Regions from separate parts of the Mus musculus genome. Here all the other regions are linked to region 2. Evidence: chromatin contacts called from public HiChIP or PLAC-seq and promoter capture Hi-C data. All regions are on one chromosome and are shown on one strand. Each heading gives the region's core, a stretch centred on a gene start, on an enhancer-like site or on the middle of the called end of the contact. The rest is flanking DNA. Distances are from core to core; before and after follow the strand shown.

Evidence for each region. Promoter capture Hi-C pulls out the DNA fragments that hold promoters and counts their contacts. HiChIP or PLAC-seq counts read pairs in DNA pulled down with a chosen protein or histone mark.
Region 1: a promoter capture Hi-C map of embryonic stem cells shows a contact between it and region 2, with 3 times the contacts expected there. The contact joins the enhancer-like site here to the promoter of Map6d1 in region 2. A contact is called at or near these places in 11 of 39 promoter capture datasets (the C10 cell line, the HPC-7 cell line, cranial neural crest and 5 more), 6 of 484 Hi-C or Micro-C datasets (the G1E-ER4 cell line, cerebral cortex, embryonic stem cells and 1 more), 7 of 115 datasets of contacts at active chromatin or transcription factors (embryonic stem cells, extraembryonic endoderm stem cells, stem cell-derived neural progenitor cells and 1 more) and 3 of 9 other capture datasets (adipose tissue, embryonic stem cells and macrophages).
Region 3: a contact with region 2 is called in an H3K27ac HiChIP or PLAC-seq map of embryonic stem cells, with 12 read pairs. The contact joins the enhancer-like site here to the promoter of Map6d1 in region 2. A contact is called at or near these places in 3 of 39 promoter capture datasets (the HPC-7 cell line and embryonic stem cells), 1 of 484 Hi-C or Micro-C datasets (the G1E-ER4 cell line), 3 of 115 datasets of contacts at active chromatin or transcription factors (embryonic stem cells and extraembryonic endoderm stem cells) and 1 of 9 other capture datasets (liver).

What each region holds. Positions count from the first base shown.
Region 1 is chr16:20,476,555-20,480,785 of GRCm38.p6, forward strand. No RefSeq gene overlaps it. Among named protein-coding and RNA genes, the nearest start is that of Eif2b5, 20 kb to the right of the region's middle. Within about 2 kb of position 2,182, at least 74 of the 459 cell types and tissues checked have an H3K27ac peak or open chromatin away from gene starts, as enhancers often do. A contact at or near this core is called in embryonic stem cells, extraembryonic endoderm stem cells and trophoblast stem cells, where this site is marked.
Region 2 is chr16:20,239,471-20,243,979 of GRCm38.p6, forward strand. It overlaps Map6d1 (MAP6 domain containing 1), which reads right to left and starts at 1,888. Exons shown (of 3, transcript NM_198599.2): 1 at 1,464-1,888. The coding sequence starts at 1,843. It overlaps Gm49566 (a long non-coding RNA gene), which reads left to right and starts at 1,988. Exons shown (of 3, transcript XR_003951848.1): 1 at 1,988-2,283; 2 at 2,411-2,675.
Region 3 is chr16:20,452,523-20,457,134 of GRCm38.p6, forward strand. No RefSeq gene overlaps it. Among named protein-coding and RNA genes, the nearest start is that of Gm41432, 2.7 kb to the right of the region's middle. Within about 2 kb of position 1,544, at least 18 of the 459 cell types and tissues checked have an H3K27ac peak or open chromatin away from gene starts, as enhancers often do. A contact at or near this core is called in embryonic stem cells, where this site is marked.

The DNA of each region.
Region 1 (4,231 bases), core at 932-3,431, 240 kb after region 2:
GGGGAACTCTCTAGAAGGACTGGGTAATCTAAAACTTCACTGGTGGGTGCTAGGGAGTCATAGGGGGTCAGTGGCCCGCATTCCTATGTCATGAATGTTTAACCATAGGATGAGATAAGGCTGCCCAGCACAGTTGGCCCATTCTGAGATAAGATAGTTTCCCATTTTGTGATTATCCCCGGGCTGTTATTTGGGAGGGGGCTTTGTGATTTTGTTCTGAATTTTATGGTCTATCTCTGGAGCTGGTCTTTTATGGCCTAGTTTCTGGGACTTACGGTCTGTTCCTGGAGCTGGTGCCTTACGGCCATTTTTTTCTAAATCAGGCCTGGTCCTTAAATGGAGACAAATGGGGCTCTTGTTGTCCTTTCATGAGGCTTATGTTGTCCTTTCATGAGCATGTAAATGAACACTCCAGCACTGAGCTCTGGCTTGTTCAGCCCAGACAGGATCTGAGCTGCCACCTTCCAGTCTTTGCCTTCCAAGTACCTGACATTATTTGCTTGCCTTACAGGCCTGTTCAGGAATCTCTTTATCAGAGTGTGGAGGTTTAGCTCCTGACGTCAGGTCTGGGAATGGATCCAGGGCAGATCCAACTCTCCCCCTTTCAACTTGTTCATAACTTTAAACTTGAACACTTAGATGAGACTTAAGTGCTGTTCAGACCAAATTTCTACCCAAAGTATAACTCTTTCTGGGACAAAGAAAAACCCTCTAGAAATGGAGGCCACAAACCTCCTGGGGAAGCTTAACAAGGTGGAAATTGCACCCCCCCCACACACACACACACACTAGGCAGACAGCTCTCTAGCTCGCTTTCTCTCTCTCTCTCTCTCTCTCACACACACACACACACACACACACACACACACATACACGGCAGATAGCCCCCCATACACACACACACTAGGCAAACAGCCCTTCCCCACTAGGCAGACAGCTCTCTAGCTTGCTCTCTCTCTCTCTCTCACACATACACGGAAGATAGCCCCCCCACACACACACACACTAGGCAAACAGCCCTTCCCCACTAGGCAGACAGCCCCACACACTCACACACACACACACACACAGGGACAGACATACACACACACTAGACAGACAGACAGACAGACACACACACACACACACACACACACACACACACACACACACACACACACGGCAGACAACCAGTATGGGGCATTCTTGGACCTCCAAGGTCTTATTTAAGATCTGCCTGGGATGTCACCTACTGTGACTTCAGTGGAGACAAATAAAGAGGATAAAATAGGCCTAAGACCTCAGGGGCAAAAATGAGGGTGTCTGGTCAGAAAATAAAGAAGGCACTGTGCTTGGTGATCTGATCGCTACTTTTCATGTTGCTGTAATTAAATACCCAACAAAAGTAACATAAGAGGGGGGTTGTTCCCACCCTGAGGGTACATCCATCACGGAGCAGAAGGCCTGGCAGTGGCAACAGTGGCAACGGCAGCTGTATATCAGCGCACTTTCTCCTTTTTATTCATTCTAAAACTCTAGCCCATGGAATCCAGGCAAAGAAAAGAAGAAGAAAAAAAGACGACCCTGCACAGAGCCTTTACCCTGGAGCGTGGCTCATTTTCCGTTGGTAGTAGTCAGAGGCAGGAAACTTCTAGCACTGTGGATGGACAACAGTGATGTCTACCCAGTCTGTGCTTATTTAGCGCCAGAATTGTATGGGACCTTCAGTTTTAACACTTCACTCAGATTCCTAAAGTAATTATCTGTGTCTACCTAGGCTCAGGACAACTTGTGACCTAGCGTGTAAACACTTCTCTCTGACCCATGAGTTTCTACAACACAATCAAGCCTTTCAATCTTGAGTAAAGCACACCCTCAGAGTAATGTAAAAAATGGAGGGAAGCAATTTAAAAATATTTTAAGACTTCCCTGAAATTTTTATACAGTGTATTTGATCATATTTATACCTTTCAACTTTTCTTGCCTCTGCCTTTACCTTCCTCCCTTACCCAACTTGTGCTCTTAGCTTTTTTAGTTCAAATTCCATTATTCAAATGGTTGGGTGTGGGGCCAGTCCTGGAAATTGGCCAACCTACCAGGAGTTACACCCTTAAAGAAAACTGATCCTCCCAGATCCAGCTGTCATCAAAAACAAATAGCTCCTCTGCTGGGGTTGGACTTCCGGCCAAGGTCCACCAGGAGATTCCTAACATTCCTTAGAGTTAAAATTTGGTTTTCCCACTCTGGTGCAGGCCTGTGGCCTTGGTCCTGCTGAGATGCTTAGAAGCTTTATTTAAAAAGTCTGGGTCCCCATGAAACCCTACAATACTCAGGCTTACCAGGACATTTGGTAGTGAAAGACCCACAACGTGAGGACTCCCCCATGTTCTGACTCAGGAGAGGCGACACCCCAAATCACTCATAAGAAATGGTCTTGCTGCAAACTGCAAGAGGATTTTTATTCAAGAGTGATCTCGGGGGCCCACGGTCATACACCATGCAGGGGTAGAGGACCGTGGCGCGCCAAGTAGCTGGGTAAGGGGGTATTTAAAGGAAGAAACCACAACTCAAGGAAGTGGGGAGGGCGTTGTTGGTTAAGAGTCCCAAGGAAGTGCAAAGTCACAAGAGTCACAAGGAATACCTGGTAATTGTGCAGGTTATCTCTCAAGACAGTTTCTAAGAGCCCCTAACAATAGCACATTTGCATAGCGGGTTCCAGCAGTGGTCAGGTTGACTTTCTTTGAATGAACACTCTTTGAACCCAGGAAGCGGGTGGGTGGATGAATGTCGCTATCTGTTTTATGATTAGCATACCTTGGAGCATTAGTCACAGAGGTCATATTCCCAAGCCTGGGCCTAAAGGCCTAGAATTTTGTTTTTACGTTATACTTTCAGTAGGAGTGGAGTTATTGACCCTCGTCATTTTTAAAATCAGGAGTGCTGATAAAAGATTAAAGCTTTGAAAGGTTCCAGTCCTCCCTGTACCTGCCTATGGCCGCCACTAGCTGCTCCCTGAGTCCACTCAGGGTGAATATGCCGGCTACACTTAAGCAAGCTTTGTTAAATGGGAACATGGAATGTCACTGTACATGCTTCTTGTAAAATTACCTAACAGTTGTGTCTCGGCAGCTAAGAGTTGTAGTAAATATTTAATCTCAAAGGGGGGTTCTACTCCACTTTGATCACTCTGTTCCCAGATAAAAAGCACACAACTTTTATTATGTATAATAAGCCTTTAAAGCACTAGAGATGGGCAGATATCCACCCTCTAAGATATTAGTGTCTACTTCCCTACAATTTATAACTAACCATGTTCCATCTGGGCTGCTCCTTTTTTTGTTTGTTTGTTAATTCATTTTCTTTTTTTTAAGATTTATTTTATTTATATGAGTACACTGTAGCTGTCTTCAGACACAGCAGAAGAGGGCATAGATCCCATTACAGATGGTTGCAAACCACCATGTGGTTGTTGGGAATTGAACTCAGGACCTTTGGAAGAGCAGTCAGTGCTCTTAACCACTGAGCCATCTGTCCAGCCCCTGGCCTGCTCTTAAATTCAATTGGCCAGCCGTCATTGCCTTGTTTTCATGGCAAACCTACTCCATGGTGTCTTCTTCTCTCCCCTCCCCCATCCTCTCTCTCTTCTGCATCTTTATTCAACCAATAGTTTTAATTTAAGAAGCAAGGTTACAACAGCATCACTTGGCTGTGTGAGGATTCTTTCATGCCTGAGGCAACCAGAGCCAGCCAGTATTTAGCATTACAATACATAGCAAAAGACCAAACCTCAACCTTTGAAGTTTTCACACAGGATCCGAGTTTAAAGTGCACTAGCTGTAACGCCAGATCTATGTAATCTGGTGCCCTCTTCTGGCCTGTAGAGACACTATAGTTATGTGCTGAACAGCGTACACATACTCAGGCCAAACACCTACACACATAAATAAATCTTTCTTTAAAACACCTAAAAGTGACTCAGCTCTGGGAAAACCATGTCCATGCTTGGGGATGTCTTGTCTTGGCGGGGCAGCTTGTTTTTTTCTAATATTCATATTTATACTGGATGCCATTGATAAACTTTGACTTTGCTTTACATGGGCTCTGATGACATTCTTTTCTATGGAAAGACCCAAGAGACCCTAAGGTTACTTCCAGTGACAACATATGCAATGCCCCCATTTCTTCTCTTTTGATAGCATGGTACCTATACCTTGGGCTGCTCTTCTTACCTAACCCAAACCAGAAATGCCAC
Region 2 (4,509 bases), core at 638-3,137:
CATTAAGTACCTTAAGGAACAGAGTCTTAAGGTGGAACCTGTCCTGCACTTTGGCCCCCTTTGACATGTGTGTGTGTGTTTGAGATTCACCATCTGTACCTGCAGGGCTTCAGTGTCCCACCCTATGACAGACCCATAACTAGTGCATCCCCAATATCAGGACAGCAGGGCTGTGACCATCTATCTGTACAGTGTCTCCATGTGCCATTTTTATTATGTTTTAAGTTTTCTTTTTAGTTATGTGTATGTGTGGGTATCTTGAGTGTGGATATGTGCAGTGAGTGTGGATACCCCAGAGCCTTGAAGTTAAGAGACAATTGTGAGATGCCTGGCTTGAGTGCTGGAACTGAACTCCCATCCCATGGAAGAGCAGTGCACTCTCTTAATCACTGAGCCACCTCTCCAGCCCTATGGACCTTTTTAGTCCTGAGCTCCCATCCCACCTTCAAGGAATCTAGACAACAAAATTCCTAAAATATTCAAACACCTGTAATAAATATGGAGTGGTGTTTTAAATAGTCCCAAACAAGGCATCACAGATGAGACCAAAAAAAAAAGGGGGGGTGGGGGGCTTATGCCTGTGGCTATATGCCTAACAAAGGGCTAACATACATTACAGTTATTAACATTCAGAACATCTATCTATGGTCAAACATTACATTAAGTTAAAAAAAAAAAAAGTAATGGAGTTATAATGTGTGAGCCTGACAATCCGAGAGATGGATCCCTGGAATCCATGGCAGAAGGGGAAGAGGAGTGACTTTCTAAAGTTGTCTTCTGATCTGCTCGCCCCTCCTCTCGCCCCCCTCTCCACACTAATATATATTAAATATTTTAAAACATCGCAACAGCAAGAATAAGATCGTGGAGGAAACTGAATGTGTATGCATTCATTGTATACTAAGAATTAGGAAGATCCATCTGTTTGGGAGGGGAGGCGTGAGGGTGTTAAGGCAGAATTTGTTATTTTTATTTCTAATTCCCCCATTATGAGCATTCATTACTCTTCTATGTAGAAAGAAGAGGCAAGAAGTCCTCAGTTGTCCAAAGCTGTTAAGGGTGCAAAGGACCTTCCTTCTGTGGGATCTTGAACAGCGCAGGCACTGGCCCTGGGCACGGCGTGGGGCGTGGGATGAGGGGCTGTGCACCGCCCTCTTTGCTCACCCCACAGAAGTTAAAAAAGAACAATCTGAGACCGAAGGAGGAGGAATCAAATCGAGGGAGGGGTGCTCTCTTACGAGGTGCGCTCATCCTGGATCCCAGGGTAGGGAGCAATTGGGAACACAAGGCGATGCCTGCAGTGTCAGGAGACCAAAGATGACCCCGAAGCTCCCCTGTCACTCTCCAGATCCTGTGGTATTCAGCCTTCGTGCTCTCCCCGCCCCCACCCCGTTTCGGGGCTCCGTTTCCTCCCACCGCAGGTCCAGATTCGAAGCATTCCTCTGCCGCAGCCAGCTACCCACCTATAAGACGTGGTCGCTACTACAGCTGCGTCCGCGTCCCCGACCGGCAGCACGTAGACCGTCCGGGTGGGGGGCGCCGAGGACTGGCCTCTGCGGCCGCCCGGCCCCGATGGGCGCTCTTGAGCCGCATCCCGGGACCCGGCGCGCGCGGTTCGCACACCGAAATCGCGCTGGTACTGGGTGAGCGGCACAGCGCGGCTGGACTCCCGCGCGCCTGCGACCGACGGGTTCCCGCGCGAGACGCTGCAGTCTGCGCCCGACTCCTCGCTCCCGGGGTCCGAGTAACCATGCAGAGTCAGCGGCACCGCTACGTCCGAGCGGTCCAGCTGGTTCCATCGCCGGGCCAGGCAGCACAGCCGGCTGATGCAGGGCCACGCCATGCCGCTCGGCCGCGCGCCTGCGCCGCGCGCGCGCACTACCCCACTGCCCCCGCGCAACCCTGAGCCCCGCAAGGACGGCCTGCGGGCAGTCCTAAACCCAGAGTTCCCCCAATGTGAGCTCAGAAATCAGACCTGGGCTTCATCGAGAGCGAGGTCGGAAGGAGGCATTTCCTCACCGTCACTAAGCCTGCTACTTTTTTTTTTTTTTTTTTTAAGGAACAATCAATCCATCAAGAAGGCTCTGGCGGCAGGACCAGAGAACTCTGTTGGCATTTGTGGACACGGGTGGCTGCAAAATAGATTTAAACTGTGCCTAGCGGACTCAGCGACCACCCAGAGTGGAAAGGGTGGAGGCAACCAGGAAGGTGATGCAAGTGAGAACTTAGGGCCATGTCAGCTCGTGAATCTCCATTTGCTGTTTACTGTGCTGTTATAAATGGGTAACAACTAACCCGGTTTTCCTTAAGAACTGTCATAAGCTCCCAATCGTCCTTTCCCTGGGTTGTAATTACAACCCCCAAACTGGTTTCCTTTCCCTGATGTGCATGTATGCTCGTTCCATTGCAGGGCTATAATCCAGCCTGAATGAAGGTCAGTTAAATACAGAAAACATCCAGCTGCCCTCCAAGGGCTTCCCAAGTGTATCCTGCATGCACTCAGACCTGCAACCATGGAAGTGGTGGTAGTTACAACTTCTGGCTGAACCTGAGAAGCATCCAGTCTGCACCTAGGAGGACTGCCCAGTCTGGGCCCATTGGTCAGCTCATCTTCCTCAACTTCATTAGCTGCAAGTTGTACTGGAGTGACATACCATTGCTGGTTAACACCCCAGGTCTGGCTATGACCCCATACTGACAGTTAAGTCTGGAGTTGGGAAAACCTTTACTGAAGGTGCATTCATGGGTATGGTAGTTAGAATATGTTTGGCCCAGGGAGTGCCACTATTAAGAGGTGTAACTTTGTTGGAATAGGTGTGGCCTTGTTGGAGGAAGTGTGTCACTGTTCAGGGTGGACAATGAGACCCTCCTCCTAACCATGTGGGAGCCAATCTTCTCCTAGTGGCCTTTAGATGAAGATGTAGAACTCTCAGCTCTGCCTGCACCATGCCTGCCTGGGCACTGCCACGCCCCCACCTTGATGATAATGGACTGAACCTGTAAGCCATCCCTAATGAAATGTCCTTATAAGAGTTGCCTCGGTCATGGTGTCTGTTCACAGCAGTAAAACCCTAACTAAGATTATGTGGACCCCACCACCACCACCACCACTCACACACACACACAAAGTCTTCTCTCAGCCAGAGCCAACTGACTTTGTGAAGTGGAGCTGAGCTTTGGGTTAGTCAGCCTGGCAAATGAAGGTTAATGGTTATGAAATAGTCCAGGGGAGAAAGTCACAGATCACCACTCTTGCTAAAACAGTTAAGGGTACAGCAAGTCCTTTAATTAGCTGGTGATGAAGAGTGAGTGGGCTAGTGCCTCGGATGGGCTCTTGGTATGGAAGCACTGCAGGACAGGGGCTTTAAGTCAAAAGGCAGAAATCACATCATTTCAGGTGCAAGGTGAGCAGGTTTTACTTTCAGGGTAGGGTGGGCTGTTGGTTTGGTTGCTTGTTTTGTTTTTGGTTTTTGTTTTGTTTTGGTTTTTGGTTTTTCAAAACAGGGTTTCTCAGTATAGCCCTGGCTGTCCTGGAACTCACTTTGTAGACCAGGCTGGCCTCGAACTCAGAAATCTGCCTGCCTCTGCCTCCCTAGTGCTGGGATTAAAGGCGTACGCCACCACGCCAGGCTTTTTGTTGTTGTTGTTTTGTTTTGTTTATTTGGTTTTTGGGGGTTTTTTTTGGGTTTTTGGTTTTTTTTTTTTGGTTTTTTGTTTGTTTGTTTGTTTGTTTGTTTTTACACTATACTGTTTCACAGAAGGGAAGGAGCAACCTTTTAATCATATAAGGTTGTTTTTCTCAAGGAACCTTTTGTATACATCCAAAATACTTTCCCACTAGGGAAAGAGGAATTTTTTTCTTTTTTCCCCTCTTCTCCTCCTCCTCCTCCTGTTCTTTTCTTTTTCAGAAGACAAATTATTGTTTACAAGTGAGATGAGGGTCCAGAAGGGAGAAGTGTAGTGTGGGTGTAACCTAACTTTTAGGCCATTTTAGTTAAAATACTTTTCATAGCCAGAAGACGACACAGTGGGTAAAGGCATTTGCCACCAAGCCTGGTATCCTGAGTTCAGTCCCAAGAAACCAAACGATGGAAGGAATACTGACTCCCCGACATTGTCCTCTCACCTCTGGGTGCAGGGCGGTACATGCACTTACATACAAAGACAAGATAAGCAAGGAAGTACAATAAAATATTTTAAAGATGTGCTTATTTTATATGTATGAGTGCATGTATTTATGTGGACCATGTACATGCAGAGGCCAGACAGGGAGTCAGATCCCTCAGGGCAGATTAAAAAATTTAAATAAATACCTTTACAGAAAAGATAACTGAAGTGGGAATTTCTGGTTTCACTGGAGACTCAGTTGTGTCATGTAATGTTTTTTCTGGAAGCTGTCTTATGAGAGGATGTTTTGCTGAGAACAGACATGTGTTATTTTTCTGGAAGCTGTCCAGTGAAAGGACATGTGATGTTTCGCTGGAGCATACACTTGAGAGAATAAGTATA
Region 3 (4,612 bases), core at 294-2,793, 210 kb after region 2:
CGAGTATCATACCAGTTAGTAAATTTAGCTTCAATAATTGTTGGAGGACAAACAACAAAGAATTTTTGTTTAGGTTAGAGTGTGCTCAGCTCTCAGTGAATAAGGTTAGGATTGGGAGAACAATAGGGTGGATAAGGATAAGGGCTAAGTACTCTATCAATGTTTATAAGAAAAAGATTGAAGTGGTTAAAGTAACTAGAAGTCTGGATACTTTAGGATCCACGGATGTTAGAAATTATTAGAGCTATGGGATATTATAGTTAAATGAAGAAGGGATAAGAATTTGAGAAAAAGGAAGAGATGAATAAGAAAGGAGAAGATAAAATGAGGCTGAACACTTAAGATACCTTCTGACTCACAGAGGATGTGGTATAGGGTCCTGATGGGTCAGACACAGATGAGACCCCAATGCCGAGAGAATGGACACAAACCTCATTCCTAACCCAGAAGCTAACTGTTCACAAAGGAAAAATTAGTTTTCTCTAATGGAGTCCCATTAGGTACACAAACTGCACTTAAGGGAAGTCCCAGCAGCAGATGGCCAACATAAAACAAACTTATTGGTATTTTTGGAGGTTCCTGGTCTCATAATGCTTTGTCTAGACTTCCTTACATGTCTTTTTCATATATATGATGGTTTCCAGTGTTGTGTTTTATAGGAGTTCTGTGAGTGTGAACATGTGTGTCTTTGTGTCTAAATGTGTTTCTTGTGTTTTTTCTTTGGCTCTTTTTCTTCTGTTTGTTTTTGCCCTATTCTGGTTTGTTTGTCAAGAGCCATCATAGGAGAAGCTAATAACTAACAGGTGATTTTCCTGAGATGAGTCCAACTTGGATTAGAATCCACAACAGATTTGCTCTGATAGGCAAGGCTCATGAGAAATTCATTTTAGGAAGGACTCCTGCTACTAATATGCTTCTCCTATTATTATTAAATATATAACTATCACTAAGTATTAGCCCACCCCTTTGAGCAGATCTTTACAGAACAATGAAGATATCTTGTAGTGGTGCTATATAGACAAATAGATAATAATTCTATAGAATTCCTGATTTGATTCAAATAATTTTAGGAAGGAAGTTTTTAGAGATGGACTTAGTTGCTAGAAAGATATAATAAAGTTAGAATCTAGAATAGAATGTGCCCACTCATCAGAATAGTAAGTAAAGGCTGCATAATAAGAAATACAATGAACTTTCATAATCACACTAAAAAGAGAAATAGTCTTTGGACAATTTTGTGTTCAAGGAAAAAACTTTTAGACCTAAGGATAAAGGTCACAAGTGTGCACTATGATAACGCACGGCCATGTAAAAACAGTTGCTTTGAACTTATAATGAGCATTGAACTTAATATCAACGTTCTTCTGTAACTCCCATTCTATGTAACATTTTATTGATGCCATAAATATTAAAAAAAAACAACCCGGCACGTACCCACACTTGTGCCTCTGCCCCAGAGGCACTGGCAGGCAATGGCCAGCCTGTTTTTATCTCATGGAGACTCTCTGGCCCGGAGCTCCGGAAAGGTCTCCACTCAACTTGCTAGGTACCCACTGACAGGTCACTACCACACCTCCCCCATGGCCTTTGTGGTGTACCTTAGGCAAACCCATGCTTTGCCATCCTACCTTTCTCTTTTGAACCCAAACAAGCCACCACATGAAGGAAAACGCAACACAAACTTAGTTCAGAAACGACGGTAACTCAATCTCTGGGCGCAACAACTAAATCCTAATCTTGTAAATCTTATTAAAATCTGATTCCTCCAGTGGCAAATCCTTGTGGATCAGCCATGATTCTGGGAAACTCTAGCAGCTACAACTTAGTCTCATGCCTTCCCCATTCCAAAAAGGCCTAACTTTCTCCTGCTTCCTCCTGCTAACCCAGAAGTCCCTCCTACTCGCCCAGTAATTGGCTCCTTTATTCATTAGGGGATTGGTTCACAAGAAGCCATCTGTGTACATGTGACTCACTCCTTGTCCAAAACCCCTCCCAGGAGAGTGGAATTAGCATACAAACAGCACCAGGCCCACCCACAACATTTTATCTCTGAGTTAATTATCTAAAGAAATATTTGTCTAAGAAGATTTAAGAAGGGCTGGTGAGATGGCTCAGCCGGTAAGAGCACCCAATTGCTCTTCTGAAGGAGTTTTTTTTTTTTTTTTTGTTTTGTTTTTTTGTTTTTTTGTTTTTTTTCAAGACAGGGTTTCTCTGTATTGCCCTGGCTGTCCTGGAACTCACTTTGTAGACCAGGCTGGCCTCGAACTCAGAACTCAAGAGATCCACCTGCCTCTGCCTCCCGAGTGCTGGGATTAAAGGCGTGCTGAAGGAGTTTAAATCCCAGCAACCACATGGTGGTTCACAACTATCCATAAGGAGATCTGATGCCCTCTTCTGGAGTGTCTGAAGACAGCTACAGTGTGCTTACATATAATAATATATATATATGTAATAGTACTATATAATATAATTATATATAGTTGTTATTATATATACATATAAAAATAAATTTTATATGTGTATATATGTATTATAATTATACATATATATGTATATACACATATATACATGTATGTATATGTATATACATATGTATATATGTGTGTATATATGTATTATAAATTTTATATATGTATATATGTGTGTGTGTATATATATATAAATAAATACATTTTATATGTGTGTATATACATATACATACACATATATATGTATTATACATTTTATATATGTATATATATATATGTGTGTGTGTATATATATATATACATATAAAAATAAATCTAAAAAAAAAGCCGGACGTGGTGGCGCACACCTTTAATCCCTGCACTCGGGAGGAAGAGGCAGATGGACTTCTGAGTTCCAGCACAGCCAGGGCTATACAGAGATACAGAGAAACCCTGTCTTGAAAAACTAAAAAAAAAAAAAAGTATAAGAAGACCACTGAAAAAAAATAAAGTGGTTGGTGGTTGGTTGAATGGTTTGGCTTAGAGAGGTTTGCCCCATTCATTCATCCATTCAAATGTATATATTTGTTTATATGTTTGTGTGTAACCATATGTGTATGTATGTAAGCATGCAGGCCCGGACACATATAGTGTTATATGTGTATGTAAGCATGCGTGAATACTTGTGACAGACTGTCAGGCCCGGACAGTGTGGGTATATGAATATTTGAATGTATATGTGTCTATACATATTTGCCTGTTGTATTAGGGTTCTCTAGAGTCACAGAACTTAAGGGTAGTCTCTATATAGTAAAGGAATTTGTTGATGACTTACAGTCTGAAGTCCAACTCCCAACAATGGTCAGCAGCAGCTGTGAATGAAAGTCCAAGGATCTAGCAGTTGCTCAGTCCCACACAGCAAGCAGCCAAAGGAGAGAGAGAGTCTTCCTTCTTCCAATGCCCTTATGTAGGTCTCCAGCAGAAGGTGTAGCCCAGATTAAGGTGTGTGCCACCACACCTTTAATCCCAGATGACCTTGAACTCCTGTCTTAATCTTCTGGAATTCAGAGCTACTATGCCTCAAGATCTCCATACCAAGATCCAGGTCAGAAACTTCTATCTCCCAGCCTCCAGATTAGGATCACTGGTGAGCCTTCCAATTCTGGATTATAGTTCATTCCAGATATAGCCAAGTTGACAACCAGGAATAGCCACTACACCTGTCAAAGCATCTTAATTCTTTTCTTTTCCTTCCTCTCTGGTTCACAAAGAGTTAACCAGTTTATCCAGAGAGGTTTTGGCTGACTCACCAGAGAAAAAAGCACCAGCAATAAATCTTTTCACCTATCCCCTGCTGTTCTATGATGGGGTGCTAAACAGTTTCTTCCCTCAGAGGAACTCAGAGACACAGGTCGGCTACTGCAGCATAGGAATTTAGACTTAAGACAAGTAAGCATTTTATTATTATACAGCAACCTAAATATCTCATAAGATCAAGTCTTTCCCATCTGCTCTGCTAACTCAAGAAGAACCAAACAAGAAAGAAGAAAGAACAAGTGCCCCGGCTGGCTCAACATTTATTTGCTTTTTATTTTATTTTATTTTATTTTATTTATTTATTTATTTATTTATTTATTGTGCCTGTTTGTATTCTAAAGAGAGACAGAAAGAAAGGGTGTGAATTTGGGTGAGTGGTGAGTTGGGGGGAGGAAAACCTACTCAGAATATATTGTATGAAAAAAAATCTATTTTCAATTTTAAACAAAATTCCTTCTGATAAACCATGTGGAGAAACATACAAAGTCCTGAAACCTAATCAAGTTATGTACTGACAAGAGCAAAACCATCATGAGACATACATGCCAGAGCAGAAATTAAGTCATAAAAAATAAGAGAGAAAACTGATGAATTGCACACATCATTCTTCAGCTTCCCCCATTGATTTTCAGTGCTGAGCTAATCAGAAACCTCCAGGATAGCTTCCTGCAAGCTGCGATTCCCCCCCCCCCCCCCGTGAAAACGATGAGACTCTTTGGCACCAGAGGGCCTTGGTTTCTGGCTCCTGGTTTGCTTGCCAAAGCTACTGTCAGACCCAAAGGTTCTACTATCCACAAATTTCCTCCAAACAAGGAGTCTGAGATTAAAATAAGAGAATTTTTTAAAGT